Linked DNA regions of Zea mays: all the other regions are linked to region 3. A link is a contact called in public Hi-C data. All regions are on one chromosome and are shown on one strand. Each heading gives the region's core, a stretch centred on a gene start, on an enhancer-like site or on the middle of the called end of the contact. The rest is flanking DNA. Distances are from core to core; before and after follow the strand shown. Region 1 holds the start of LOC103632299 (glycosyl hydrolase family 10 protein / carbohydrate-binding domain-containing protein). Region 2 holds the start of LOC103632296 (luc7-like protein 3). Region 3 holds the start of LOC103632297 (phosphatidylinositol/phosphatidylcholine transfer protein SFH11).

Region 1 (2,700 bases), core at 12-2,511, 160 kb after region 3:
GTTTAAAGGAGGGTGTAATAAAAAGGAACCTTGATCAAGCAGCAAATCTCTGAGGGGATATGTAGACGATAATGAAGTCCATGTTGTGGAACAAAAGTTTATACTTCACTGAAAACACAAAACAGTTAGAAAAGTATATTGAAAATGAATATCAGTAGTAAGCTAATGAGACGATATGTATCACGGGAAAAAGAACAGAGTTAGGGCTGATTTGGGAATCATATTTCTCAAGGAATTTCAATTTTTTCGAGAGAAATTAGTTCATTTTTCCTTGAAAAATTAAAAATCTCATGTGAAAATAGTGTTTTCAAACTAGCCCGTAGAGGAAAAATATATACACAACCTTCGAAGGCCGGAGGCCCTTTTAAACTCGAAAAGTCTTCTGCCCTAATCGTCAGATTTACCTAAATGATGGAAAGAAAAATGGTTAGGAAAACTCTACACAAAAAAGATCATAGAGCACTAATTAATAAAAAAATGACATAATACACAAACATTAAGTAAGAATCAAAGAAAGTTGAGGTAACAAAGGTTTCGAAAACCGAAGGCCCTTTTAGACTGGTAATAATGCAATGGGCAATATCTATAACAACACTAATATTCTGGGGCAGCGGGTATAGTCCGGAGCCACTCGTCGTTCCTAGAAATGGCACCAAGGTGGTGAAGGTGCTGCAGGAAATGTCCAAAGCCACCGAGAGATAAATGTAACATGTGAAACCCCCTAATTGGCACGCCATCTTTTGTGGTTTTGACCCCACAACTAGTAAATTTGTATGATAGGATGGGGTTAGTGTGCCACTGTTATATTTTGACCCTGATCTAGACACAAAATAGGAAGAAAGTTTAAACTGGTTTGGAAAGAACTCTTATGTCTAGTTTGGTGCTAAAGTCTTTGATACTGGCTTTCGTTTGTTACAAAGTAGAGTGCTTGACTCTCATGTCTATGTGAGAAGTATTACAATATGAGTTTTTTTTGTACCTGTACGGTTTGACCCTTGTCCCTATACATAGTAAGAGAAACAAGTGGCCATTGTTATACGAAGATTTCAATGGGATACACCATTTCTATCCTTGACCGTGTGGTCTTTTTAGTATGTCACTGTGTGCACCCGCTTTGTCATACTTGATTAGATCAAGAGGGTTGTTAAGTCTAGCGAACATCCACCATTTTTATCCTTACGTGTGGTCCTTTCTGTTATGTCACTGTGTGTGCATCTGTTTCGTCATCCTTGATCAAACTATGATGAACAATAAAAGAGAAATATACTCGATACAGCATAAGGCACTAACACAGCCAGAACTAACGCTCGCTCAAACAACAGATAAAGGAGAACTCTCCAAATCTATAATTTAGGGTGCTTAATTTACATAACTATTGAGATGCTTTAGCAAACCACATCATCCCTTGACCAATCGACACATACCACCATTATAGTTTGATCTCTTCAAAATACTGATTAGATCGTTTATAGTGTGAAATTCAAATAGAAGGTAAAAAGAAAAAGTCTAACGAAGTTAGCTGCGGTTAGACCCTCGCATTGTTTGCAACCCTTTTCATGACGTTGACTTGTTCGACATCTTCTTCATTCCCTCCTAGCCCAGCAGGATCCTCACTGCCGATCGACGGCGCGAATCGCAGAGTTCTCTACTTCTCGATTGTCCCGCCGCCGTCCCAGCTCGCCGAACACCGACACGTCGCGGCCTCTGTCTCTAGGGGCCGCCGATCCTGCAGAGAGGTACTGCTTACGGCTTACCTCTGGCTCGCACTCATCTGGCTTTAGAGGAAGGTGTTCATCTTTATGCCTCAAAGACCCAGGAGACGAGACTGCGTAGGATAGGATAACTGGGCCTTCCTAATCCAGTAATCCTTCTCCCGCGGCATTCTTCACATCCGATTCCTTTTCCATCGCCCCGGACGCAGGCACGCGCGCCGGCATTTCTTGGGGAAGACGCTTCGGCGCCGCTGTCGCATTCACGGGCGCATCTCCGTGCCGTCCCGAATCATGCTTTTCCTTCCGTCCCAAGGTCCAAGCTGTCGTGTCGACGGTGCCGCCACCTCGGTAGCCAGTTAGGTAGGTGAGGGGAGGGAAGGTAACGACCGCCTACCTTACGCGGCTTTCCTTCCACTCCCCTGTTTTGACTTCTTGCCATTCGCTGGGTAGCTGCTGCTGCTGCTGCGGGGACGGGATTTCTGGGTTGGATGAGATGAGGAGGCGCTGCAGCTGGCTCTCGTCTTTGTTCCGCCCTCGCCGGGCTGACCGCTCGCTCCCGCAACCAGATCCACAGGGTCCCGATTCCGAGCCCAAGGTATACCAGTGGCCGCTGCATTCGTCTCTTGCTGTGGATGTTTGTTTGATTGTTTCGGTAGGCCTTGCAGTATATAGGATTTTGGTGATTTCATTAGCATAGCCAATCAGCTGTTGATTTGGTTTCCCACTGAACAAAGATTCAAGGTGCGTGTGTTGCAATCGGTTGTACATATTTCACCTTTGCTGGCTGTTTATTTAGGGAAACGACGGCAACCATTGAAGATTTGTGGTTTCCTGTTTTTTTTTGGGAGTAGATCTCACTCAGCTGAAGTCGTCTCTATCAATACTGGTGAAGCCTCCTAGATCCAAATGTAGCCCATTGGGTTTGGGAGATTCCAAGACATGTTGGGCACTCGAGTGCAGTAGACCATGCAGAACTTTTGAGAAGATC
Region 2 (2,700 bases), core at 83-2,582, 220 kb before region 3:
GGGAATGAGGGTGCTAATTATATCCTATTTGCCAACTACAAAGGGTGGGCAGCTACCTCTTAAATTTTAATCGGATGCAACTCTCACTTAATTCACCTAAAGATTTTTATTTACACAAAATATAATATTTAGAATACCTAGACACATTTCTGAACCCTTCGTTAATACGTATTCAACCTTGCTTCTTCACCATATAAGATCAAATTCCTCTCAATATTCCGCTGAGAAATTTTTTTTATGTCTTGATATAAGAAGGGCAGACCCAGTGCCAGAGACTCCCAAATATACTATAATTTTAAAATTGAGAGAACATTGTTGCTGTAGGACGTGTAATATCCTGGAGCAACTATTTATTTTTAGACTGGATAGGGGGGCATCATGGCACAGTCATTTCACAGTACAGTTCTAATGTGCTGTCTAATTTCAAACAAAAGATGTACCAGTCAAATGAAAACCTGTGGCCTAACAGGAACATAAGACAGCTTAATCCTCACAACTAAAAACTAGCCCACTCTACCATTCTAGCAATTCATATAACACAATCGTCTATTATACTTTGGTGTCATGCCATATGGCTCCCAATAGCAAGGTTTCTCTATTCCTAGTTGCAGTCTATTCAATACCCTACTTTGCTTCCTAAACATAACGCTTTATTAAAGGATTACAGCAACAAAATCATACTTATTTTTTTTACAAGAAGCATGTTGGTTTTTATTTATTTACATCTCAATATATTAAGCTTCACAACTGGTATCACCTTTCCTTGAGCTTCGGATCATGGATCCTCAAGCACGGCCCTGCAAACACCCCAACCAAACTTGTTATGAGTAAAATAAAATCACTGCAAAACATATTAAGAAAAAGAGAGAAAGAAACGAAGGAACGGCCATACCGAGATTGCTCTTGGTGTTGACGAAAAGGTCGTGGGGACAGAACCGGACCATGTAGGGGCCGCACACGTCCGGATCGTCCCACTTCAGCTCCTTGTGCCCCTTCTTCTCCTCCTCCGTTAGGTTACGAGCTGCGAACGACAGCACCCGCGACGCGGTTAGGGGTAGGGATAGGGCACGGGCCGGCGTCATTCGGGCGAGGGGGGATCTGGTGGGTACTTTACCTGTGCCCATGAGCTCGTCAAGGAGGGCTCGCTGCGCGTCCATGGCGGAGAGGGCAAGGAGCCGTCAAGAAACCCTAAGCCAGGCAGCCCCTTGCTTCACTTTCTTTACCCTTTCCTCAGGACGATTTGGATTTGGGCTCGTCCTAGTAGAATCTAGGAACAGACGAAGATAAGGCGCGTTTGGTTTTAGTCACTAATTTTTAGTCTTCTGGTTTAGAGCAACTTAAATAGTTTTACAAAATACTACTTAAATCAATAATTATAAAGTTAAACCTATCGGGGAACATAATTAGGGGTACCCTTAAGGCTCCTAATTCTCAGCTGGTAACTCCCATCAGCATAAAGCTGCAAAGGCCTGATGGGTGCGATTAAGTCAGGGATCAGTCCATTCGAAGGACTCGATCACGCCTGACCCGAGCTTAGCCGCGGACAAGGGCAGCCGACCCCGGAGGATCTTCGCCTCGTCCGAGGCCCCCCTCCAGCGGCGAACATATTTCCGGCTCGCCCGAGGCCCTATCTTCGCCAAGAAGCAACCCTGACCAAATCGCCGCACCGACCGACCAAATCGCAGGAGCATTTAATGCAAAGGTGGCCTGACACCTTTATCCTGACGCGCGCCCCTCAGCCGACAGAGCCGAAGTGACCGCCGTCACTTCGCCGCTCCACTGACCGGTGTGACAGAAAGACAGCGCCGCCTGCGCCGCTCCGACTGCGGAGCCACTTGACAAAGTGAGGCTGACAGGCAGTCAGGCCCGGCCGCAGGCACCATAGGAAGCTCCGCTCCGCCCGACCCAGGGCTCGGACTCGGGCTAAGCCCCGGAAGACGGCGAACTCCGCTCCGCCCGACCCAGGGCTCGGACTCGGGCTAAGCCCCGGAAGACGGCGAGCCCCGGAAGACGGCGAACTCCTCTCCGCCCGACCCAGGGCTCGGACTCGGGCTAAGCCCCGGAAGACGGCGAACTCCGCTCCGCCCGACCCAGGGCTCGGACTCGGGCTCAGCCCTAGAAGACGACGAACTCCGCTCCGCCCGACCCAGGGCTCGGACTTGGGCTAAGCCCCGGAAGACGGCGAATTCCGCTCCGCCCGACCCAGGGCTCGGACTCGGGCTAAGCCCCGGAAGACGACGAACTCCGCTTCGCCCGACCCCAGAACTCGAACTCCGCCCTAGCCTCAGCCAACGGCCTCCGCCTCGCCCGACCTAGGGGCTCGGACTCGACCTCGACCTCGAAGGAGCCTCCACATCGCCCAACCTAGGGCGCGGGCCGGCCACGTGGGAGGCGCCATCATTACCCTACTCTAAGCTGACTTAGGCTACGGGGAACAAGACCGGCGTCCCATCTGGCTCGCTCCGCCAGATAGGCAATGATGGCGCCCCGCACGCTCTTTGATGATGGTGGCTCTCGGCCCCCTTACGGAAGCAAGAGGACGTCAGTAAGGACTCGACAGCCCCGACAGCTGTCCCTCCGCCAGGCTCCAGCGCTCCTCCGACGGCCACGACATCACACAAACCGGGCGCCAAAACCTCTCCGGCCGCCACGATGGCATGTACTTAGGGCGCTAGCTCTCCTCCGCTAGACACGTAGCAC
Region 3 (2,700 bases), core at 46-2,545:
TCAAGATGAGGAACATGAAGGATGTCGTGATGAGTTCGTGAGTGGTCTAGGCCGTCGTCTCCCAGTCAACTATGGTTGCTGGATCGTTGTCTTCGTATGATGTAATTATTTAACTATTTTGTATAGAACTCCATTATATATTAAAGATGTGACATTCGTTTCTGTACTATGAGTCATCATATGTGTGAGACTTGATCCTAGCATGCATTTGATTCGTGCCTGGGTTTGGCCTTCAAATCCAGGTGTGACAGATATATAGATGCTGACTATTTATCTAACCCCGATAATGTCGGATCACAAACCGATTTTGTATATTTACAAGGTGGAACCACTATCTCTTGGAAATCCTCCAAACAAACTTTGGTAGCCACTTTCACTAATCATTTTGAAATTGTTGCCTTATACAAAGCGTCTAAAGACTGTATTTGGCTTCGCACAATGATAAACCACATAACTCAGTTATGTGGTATTGGTCCAATTGGTTCACCAACCATTATCTATGAAGATAATGACGCCTATATTGTTGAGATGAAGACATGTTATAATAAGAATAATATTACAAAGCATATTACCCAAAAAAATATCCTCATGAATTACAAAAGAATGGGGAAATTAATGTGCTGCAAACTATGTCTTGTAACAATCTTGCTGATTTACTCATAAAATCATCACCATATTCCACATTTTCAAAATATGTTAAAGGAATTGGTATAAAACGACTTAAAGATTTACATGAATTAGGGGAGTTTGATTTTTCTAAAATATAATCTAGTTAACATTATACTATACTCTTTTCTTTATATGAAATTTTCTTCTTGGTTTTATCATGTAAAGTTTTTAATGTGGTAATATCAATATAGGACATATGTCATATCATCTATTTTTCTATAGTGTTTTTAATATAATAATAGATAATAGATATAATAGGTTAGAAATTGAATAGTTTATGTATTCCAAGTTGATTTCAACAAAATGAATTCGATCAAGAGGGAGTGTTAAAGAGTAATCCAACGGTGACAATCTTATCCAAACCAAAAGAAGTTGAAGGAAGACACTATTTCGAGAAGACACTCATGAATAGACACCTTTTCATTCTTTCTCTCTTGTTGTAACTAAAAGCATCCACTTACTAATGTATATATATGTTAAATCATCAATGGAATACTGATAGAGATTCATTTTCTACATTCGCTATCAATCATTTTGCCTTAAAAAACTATATAGCAAAAGTACCCATGCACAAATTACCATCTCTGTCAGACCCGGCCGCCACGTCTGCTTTGCTTCCGAGTGGCGCGAACATATTGATCCTTTGTCGAATCTAGAATCTCCCACCGTCCCGCGCCTCTTTCCCTTGTTCCAGCCTTCCAGGTATCCAGCTGGCAGTTGTGCTGCTTGTACAGAGAGAGGCTGGCGACGTCCGGGCCTGGTCGGGCCCACGTGATCTTCCGCCGTTCTGGAGGCGCCGGTGGCCGCCGCCTCAGGTTGCTTCGCCAGCGCGCCGTGCCAGCGGGGGAGATGGCAGATTCGCGCACCTTATCGCCGCCCGCCAAAGAAACCTCCTGCGCGTCGCCCGGACCCGCCGACCCGCCTGCCCGCCTGGTGCTCGACCTAATGCCGCGGCGCCCCCCGGCATCCAATCTTTATATGAAGGCTAGTTTTTATATGAAGGAGCACCGTACATCAATCCAAGCCGAGTTCCACCTCGAGGTAATCATGAGCCTCTCTTCCATTCTTGTTCTCACTTCATTGGTGCCACTGAATTGCCTGGGAGCACATGGCATCCCAGCCGTCACTGATGGTTCTCGGAATCGGGTCGCGCAAATAAGCTTCTTGCCTCGAGGCTTAATATGCAGCTTCTTTATTGGGGGGAACTGTACATGCTTCTCAGGATTGGTAGCCACTACATTTTTCTTCTTCTTGTTCTATCGCAGTGCCCCCTTAAGCTGTAGAGCAAGACCGAATTGCAAATTGCATACTAAATTCATCGGCTGAGGTTTTCTAGTTTTTTCTGCGGACCAGAGAAGAGCTTAGCATATCTGAAGAATCATCATAAGAAAATAAAATGAGGGCATCAGTATCTAGTGCTTATCTTTTCTTGCCTTTGTTGTTTAAAGATGCATTTTTTCTTGCATAGGTATGTTAATTATTACGACACTGTTGTGGTATTGATGACAACTGTAGGTTTCATACTTCCTCCATGTAGGAACCTAATATATTTTATGTTGCTCAGGAGTATAATAACTGTTTGGACCATTATTCTAGTTGCATTATACTCCCTCCGTTCTTTTTTATTTGTCACGGTTTAGTTAAAAAATGAACTAGCTTTTTTTATTTGTCACGGTTTAGTTAAAAAATGAACTAGCGGACGATAAATATTCGAGAACGGAGGTAGTAGTAAACTGAATACCTCATTTTGTTGGTATATATTTTTATTAATACTACTAGAATTTTTGACCCAATATCGGGATATATAGAATTATATATAAACAGCCTTAAATGACTTTTTTAAACTTTTAGATATTATGTTTGAAATTTAACTTGGGCAAAATGACCATATGCTGCACAATTTACCTAAAGGTGCACCCGTATCCTGTTTCTGTGTTCTGTATGAGATTCCCATCCTAAGTAATTGTATATGTTTAAACCAAATAATAGAATGCTAAGAAAACCACAATGTACTCAAGAAGACCAACACTG

What was found. A called contact is a pair of places that touch in the nucleus more often than the background predicts.
Region 1: a contact with region 3 is called in a Hi-C map of leaf, with 3 times the contacts expected there. The contact joins the promoter of LOC103632299 here to the promoter of LOC103632297 in region 3. A contact is called at or near these places in 2 of 25 Hi-C or Micro-C datasets (ear and leaf).
Region 2: a Hi-C map of ear shows a contact between it and region 3, with 2.1 times the contacts expected there. The contact joins the promoter of LOC103632296 here to the promoter of LOC103632297 in region 3. A contact is called at or near these places in 3 of 25 Hi-C or Micro-C datasets (ear, endosperm and leaf).

The regions. Positions count from the first base shown.
Region 1 is chr7:44,307,435-44,310,134 of Zm-B73-REFERENCE-NAM-5.0, forward strand. It overlaps LOC103632299 (glycosyl hydrolase family 10 protein / carbohydrate-binding domain-containing protein), which reads left to right and starts at 1,262. Exons shown (of 9, transcript XM_020541402.3): 1 at 1,262-1,736. The coding sequence starts at 1,557.
Region 2 is chr7:43,919,237-43,921,936 of Zm-B73-REFERENCE-NAM-5.0, forward strand. It overlaps LOC103632296 (luc7-like protein 3), which reads right to left and starts at 1,333. Exons shown (of 9, transcript XR_555807.4): 1 at 1,115-1,333; 2 at 893-1,021; 3 at 758-797.
Region 3 is chr7:44,144,098-44,146,797 of Zm-B73-REFERENCE-NAM-5.0, forward strand. It overlaps LOC103632297 (phosphatidylinositol/phosphatidylcholine transfer protein SFH11), which reads left to right and starts at 1,296. Exons shown (of 12, transcript XM_020541224.3): 1 at 1,296-1,710.